Linked DNA regions of Mus musculus: region 2 is linked to region 1. Evidence: chromatin contacts called from public promoter capture Hi-C data. All regions are on one chromosome and are shown on one strand. Each heading gives the region's core, a stretch centred on a gene start, on an enhancer-like site or on the middle of the called end of the contact. The rest is flanking DNA. Distances are from core to core; before and after follow the strand shown. Region 1 holds the start of Cpeb2 (cytoplasmic polyadenylation element binding protein 2). Region 2 holds the start of Stim2 (stromal interaction molecule 2).

The links. Promoter capture Hi-C pulls out the DNA fragments that hold promoters and counts their contacts.
Region 2: a promoter capture Hi-C map of pre-B cells shows a contact between it and region 1. The contact joins the promoter of Stim2 here to the promoter of Cpeb2 in region 1. A contact is called at or near these places in 1 of 39 promoter capture datasets (pre-B cells) and 1 of 484 Hi-C or Micro-C datasets (CD4 T cells).

Annotation. Positions count from the first base shown.
Region 1 is chr5:43,231,869-43,234,568 of GRCm38.p6, forward strand. Cpeb2 (cytoplasmic polyadenylation element binding protein 2) reads left to right here and starts at 1,385. Exons shown (of 12, transcript NM_001368806.1): 1 at 1,385-2,700. The coding sequence starts at 1,595. All of the region lies in intron 1 of Gm7854 (predicted gene 7854), which reads right to left.
Region 2 is chr5:53,997,156-53,999,855 of GRCm38.p6, forward strand. Stim2 (stromal interaction molecule 2) reads left to right here and starts at 1,368. Exons shown (of 12, transcript NM_001081103.2): 1 at 1,368-1,879. The coding sequence starts at 1,729.

The DNA.
Region 1 (2,700 bases), core at 135-2,634:
TTTTTGGGAAACTTAGCTTATTAATCACACATAGATCTTATAAAGTATTTTCTTTTTGAAGTGCTGTTCTCTTTTTACTGATTATTTGACTTGCATACTTTTGAAATAAGATGAGGAACCAAATTCAACTGACAGGGGCTTCAGAAAGACATCTACCTAACTTCCTTAAGAGACTAGTAAGTTACAACATCATTAGTCCAGTCTGAATCAACTTTCTGCAAACTGTTGAGATTTCAGTAGGTATTTCTGGAATCCATTCAGTAATTTCAGTTTTCTAAGCACCAGGAAAACTTAAAAATAAAAACTAAGAACATACAATTCTTTATTATGTCGTGTGGATCAGTTATCATTGGACTAAACAGTCAAGTGTGGTTTTCTCTGTGTAAAATGTTCCTGTGGGGAGGAATTACACTGGATTAAGTCCCCATCCAGCGCTCCTCTGTCTACATGGAAAGCCTTTCCCCTTCCACTTTACAAGCCTCAACAAGTCCGCTGCTGAGTCACAATCTCCTTTCCCCCCTGATGTGAGAAATCTTTCTCCCTTGAAAATTAATAAAGCTTCGGAAATGTTCCGATGAGAGTCTCCCGGGGGAAGGAAGCCAGAAAGAACTTGTAGAGGAGGAGTCCGGCACCCCTGGGTTGTGGTGACAGCGCACCCAGGGCTTGCAGCAGCGGGGCCAGGAGGAGCTGGTCTCAGAACCTACTCAGAGCTCTCCTGCGCGAGTAACCACGCAGAGCCCTGTCGGCTCCCAGACTTTGTTCCCCTTGCTGAAGTGGAAATGTTTGCTGCAAAAGGCGCCGGTGTTTCGCGTTTTACTCTTAAAAAACAAACAAAAAAAAATGCCTTCCAGCGGTGGCAAGGGTGGGTGACAGCACGCGCGGCTCGCACCCGACCACAGAGCATGGGACCTTCTAGAGTCCTGCAAGCTTAGCGCCCTAGTCCTGCTAGCAGGTCTGGGACAGCGGCACTTCACGTGACCCCAGGGGCTGGGACAGGGCGGGGCCTGAGGAGGGGGCGCGTGCGACAGGGGACAGGAGGGGCGGTTGCCCAGGAACCGTCCGCAACGCCCGCGCGTGCTCGCCTCCGTGCGCACGCGCACGGTGCTCGAGACCCATTAGCCGTCTCCCCAACTTCCACCGGCTTTTTTTTCACCCCCTTGGGCTCCATTCAAGGTCCTGGACTGAGGGACGCGCCGCGCGCGCCCGCTGCCTCGCAGGGTCCACAACGCACGCTAATGAGGGGCGGGGCGGGGCGAGGCCGGCGGCGGCGGCGGCGGCGCGCTCGCGCGTGCCAGGGCGCGCGACAAGGGGCGGCGCGATTGTGAGGTGGCTGCTGACGCACGTTCCGGGGTTCTTAAGCGGCGAGGGCGGCGGCGGCCGAGGCAGCGGCGGTGGTGCCGGAGCCGGTTCCGGGAGGCGGCGGTGGCCTCCGTGAGGGGCGGCGGGGCCCCAAGTCGGTGCCCCGGCTCAGTCACAGTGTCCCTTTCCCATTGACCCCATCCTTCCACCACGGCCGCGCCGCCACGGCTCCCGGGGCTTTCTAGGCGGGGCAGGGGACGGGGTGCGTCTCCTGCCGCGGCCGCCGGCCTGATAAATGCGGGACTTCGGGTTCGGGGTGCTGCACACTGCCCTGCTGCGCAGCGGCAGCCCACGATCCTCGCCCGGCGGCAGCGCCTACCGGCCCTTCGCCGCCGGGCCGCCCGCCACGCCCTTCGGCCCGCTGTCGCCGCCGCCGTTGCCTGTCACCGGCTTCTCCGAGGCCGCCTCCCCCTTCGCCATCCCCTCGGGCGGCGGCGCGGCCAGCTCAGCCGCAGCTTCCTCTTCCTCCCCGCTCGTGGCGCATCCCCAGGCCGTGCAGGATGAGCTACTGCTCGGGCTGACACAGCAGCCGACGAGGCCGCTCTCGGGGGCGGCGGCCGCAGAGCAGCTCCCCAGCCACCACCCCGGCGGCGGCACGAACGCGGGTGTGACCCACCTCCTCCCCTCCCAGGACTTCAAACCGAGTCTGCACCACCCCTCCTCCTCCTCCGCCTCCTCCTGCTGCTGCTGCCGCACCTCCTCCCCGCAGGACTTCAGTAAGCGGCAGCAGCAGCAGCTGAGCAGCCAGAAGAGGAAAGAGTTGAGCCCGCCACACCGTCCCCACCCTCCGGACGCGAAGCCGCCGCCGCCGCCGCCGCCGCTCCACTGCCCCGGCCGCTTCAGCCCAACACCGCCAACGCCGCCACCACCGCCCGGGCCGCTCCTGCAGTCGGCGCCGCTCGCCCAGCGCTCTCAGCCGTTCAGCCTCCCGCACACGCAGCACCTCCCGCCGCAGGACTTCGCCCAGCGGCAGCGCCCGGTCGACCTGCCCCAGCTCCCGCAGCTCCCGCCCTCGCCGCCCGCAGCTCCGCGGCGCCGCCACGGAGGCGCGGGAAGCCCTCGCCAGACCCCGGCCGCGGGCGAGGGCAGCGCCGCCGAGCCCCCCAATGCGGGCTTGCCCCCCTCGACGCCGCCGGTGAACCCCGCGCCGGGCTCCATGGAGTCGCCCAACCACCCTCTGCTCAACAGCCCCAGCACCCTCCTGCCCGGCGCGGCGCTCGGCACCAGCGCCTTCAGCAGCCTGCAGAGCCCGGACCTGCCGCACCCCGGCGGCGGCGGGGGCGGGGGACCCCCCGGAGGGGGAGGCGGCTCCGCGTCTCCCCCACCGCTGCCCGGCTTCGG
Region 2 (2,700 bases), core at 118-2,617, about 11 Mb after region 1:
AGAAGTATGTCAAGAAATAATTGTGGTTGATTAGCCTTGTTATTATTCCTGATTCTTTTCTGCAGTGTGCATCTTCCTCTTCCACTACCCGACATTCTTTTGGTCAAGCTTCCTAAGGAATTGTTATGTATTTGACTTCTTGACTTCTGGAACAAACTGATCTAAACTGCAAGCCAACAACAAAATCCAACAGTAGTCAGACCTATGTTCTTAACAATCCTAGCTTCGAGTTCTTAAATATGTGTGTGTGTTCAACACCTCCTTTTACATTTCAAAGGTTTTCTGAAGAAATGCTTTGATATGGGTCTCTGAGGTATGTAGCTTGCCTCTGAGTGCCATTTACCTGGGTCACATCCTGAGGACTCCTACCACAATTGAAACAAAATAAAAAAACAGCCAACAACAATAACAACAACATAGTCCCATTGCAATGGTAGCATCTACTTGAAGAAATAGATTCCGGTTCTTTTCCCCTTTTAGATCAATTGGATCTGGAGCAGAATTGCAAGAGCATCCACAAAACTGCTTCATTGCAGATAAGCAAAATGGTCAAGTCTATGTTGTAGTTGGGGCAACCTGTTCAGCTGGCAGTCTATAGAAGTGGTGGTTTGGCAGATGAGTGGCAGTGACTGCCTTCAGTGTCAGCATGGAAAATAGTAAGAAGCTAGAGCACATTATTCGAACATTTCCATTCAGTAGTTGATAAATCGGGCCATGTCCATTTATTAGCTATGGGCCGGTGGGTTGGTTAAGCTATTTTAACATTTCAGCGCTTGGGTTTCGTCACATGTAAAATGGCGATGAGATTGAGTTACACTATGCCACTGTAAATTGCTTAGAGAAATTCCTAGCACTCTGGCACAAGGTATGCGCTTTGCCAAATGTTTGTCAAGTAAATACAAAGCTAGGCTGGGTTTCCCTCCGCTTCTACAAAGCTGGCAACCGGTAACCCCCACCAACATCCAAGTTAGGGGAGGCCGCTGTTTCCCACTGCAAGGTTTTTTTTGACCCACGGGGTTAAAGCACTCAGAGGATCTGCGACGTCGATACGCTTTATCCAGGTCTCCAGGCTGCCCATCATCAGATCACGGCGTGGGCGAGACTCACTCCTTCCTCCCGCTCAGCTTCTCTGGCTCCTGAAGCACAGCCTGGGCGGCTGTCCCACGCCCCGCCTATCGGTCTGGGAACGCCCCTAGGGGCGGGGCCCACGACCACGCACGCGCAGTGCCGCGGCGTTGCGCCTGCGCCGTGGCGGGGCTGAGGGAGGCGGGGGATTGGTATGAGAGCGAGTGTGTGAGGGGAGGGAGGTGGCCCGGCCGAGCGTGGTACTACGGCGGGCGCGGGCCGGAGGGGGCGGGGGGATGCGCCGCGGCGGCGGCGCGGGCGCTGGGCTGGGGCTTGGCCGCGCCAGAGCAGCGGATCCCGGTGTCGCCGCGGCAGCTGCGCGGGTGTCGCGCTGGGTCGGAAGACGCCGTACCACTGCGCTCCCCCACTTTTTTTTTTTTTTTTTTTTTTAAATAACCGGAACCAATGAACGCGGCGGCGAGCCGAGCTTCGCGGGCCGCCGGTGAAGGGAGCGGGTCAGCACCCGGCGGGAGTCCGCTTCCGAGGCGGCCGGGCCCCGGGCAGCTGGCGGTGAGCGAGTGGCCGGCGGCTCCTGTGAGCGCTCCTCCCGCCGTGGCACCGGGCCGGGCCTCGGGCCGCCCTCTCCGGCGGCGCTGGGCAGCAATGCTGCTCTTCGGGTTGTTGGTGGCCGGCGTGGCGGACGGATGCGATCTGGTGCCCCGGCACCTCCGCGGGCGGCGCGCGTCGGGATCGGCCGGAGCGGCGGCGTCTCCTTCGGCTGCGGCTGCGGGCGAGCGCCAGGCGCTGCTGACAGGTGAGGCCCGTGCGGGCGACGGGCAGGCTTGGCGGGACTCCCGGCAGGACCCCATCCCCCGAGAGGGCGCCTAGCGGTTGCCTTGGCGCCGGTCGTCGCACTTCGGACGCCTTCCTAGTCCACCGACTGGCGCCTCTACTGTGCTTTCTTCGCCCTTAGTGGGCTCCTGCGAGCTTCCCAGCTGAGCAATGCAGTGGTTTCTCTTTCGTGCTGCCGAAGGGACCAGTGGGGTCTGTAGGGGACTGGGCTCATTTCCCCTCTTCCCAAAGCCGCCAAAGAAAGTAGGCGGCGGCAGCAGCAGCAGCAATGCGGTATGGAGTTGGCCCCTGTTGCCTTTGCAAAGGCGGCTGGCAGCTTCTTACCGATCGAGAGCCGGGCTGAGCGCCCTGTCCCAGGGGAAGCTGCTGAAGAGATTCTTTGAGAGCCACAGCACCTAGTGGCACTAGTGGTTCTGTGTTAGTATGAAGAAACGTCAAAGTCTGGTGTGTTTTTGTGGGGGTACGAGGACGCTTTAAGGGATGGAAAGTATATGCTGTTTGAGAGCATCACTGGGTGACAAAGGGTGCAGAAAGCGCAGCAGGTAACCAGAAACACACCTACAATTTACCAAGTGCAGGATATTTGTGACGTGGATTTGGGCAGCATAGTTCTGATGGAGTGCACCAGTACCTTTTTTAAACACAGAACGTTCTAGCACTTACTGAAAACTTGCAAATATGTTTGGTAAGGTTAAGTAGAAAATTGTATGCTTTTACAGCCTTCGTTGTCTTATATAACTGATCTGGTGTGGTTTAAGCAGTGATGTAAAGGTCCTGAAATGA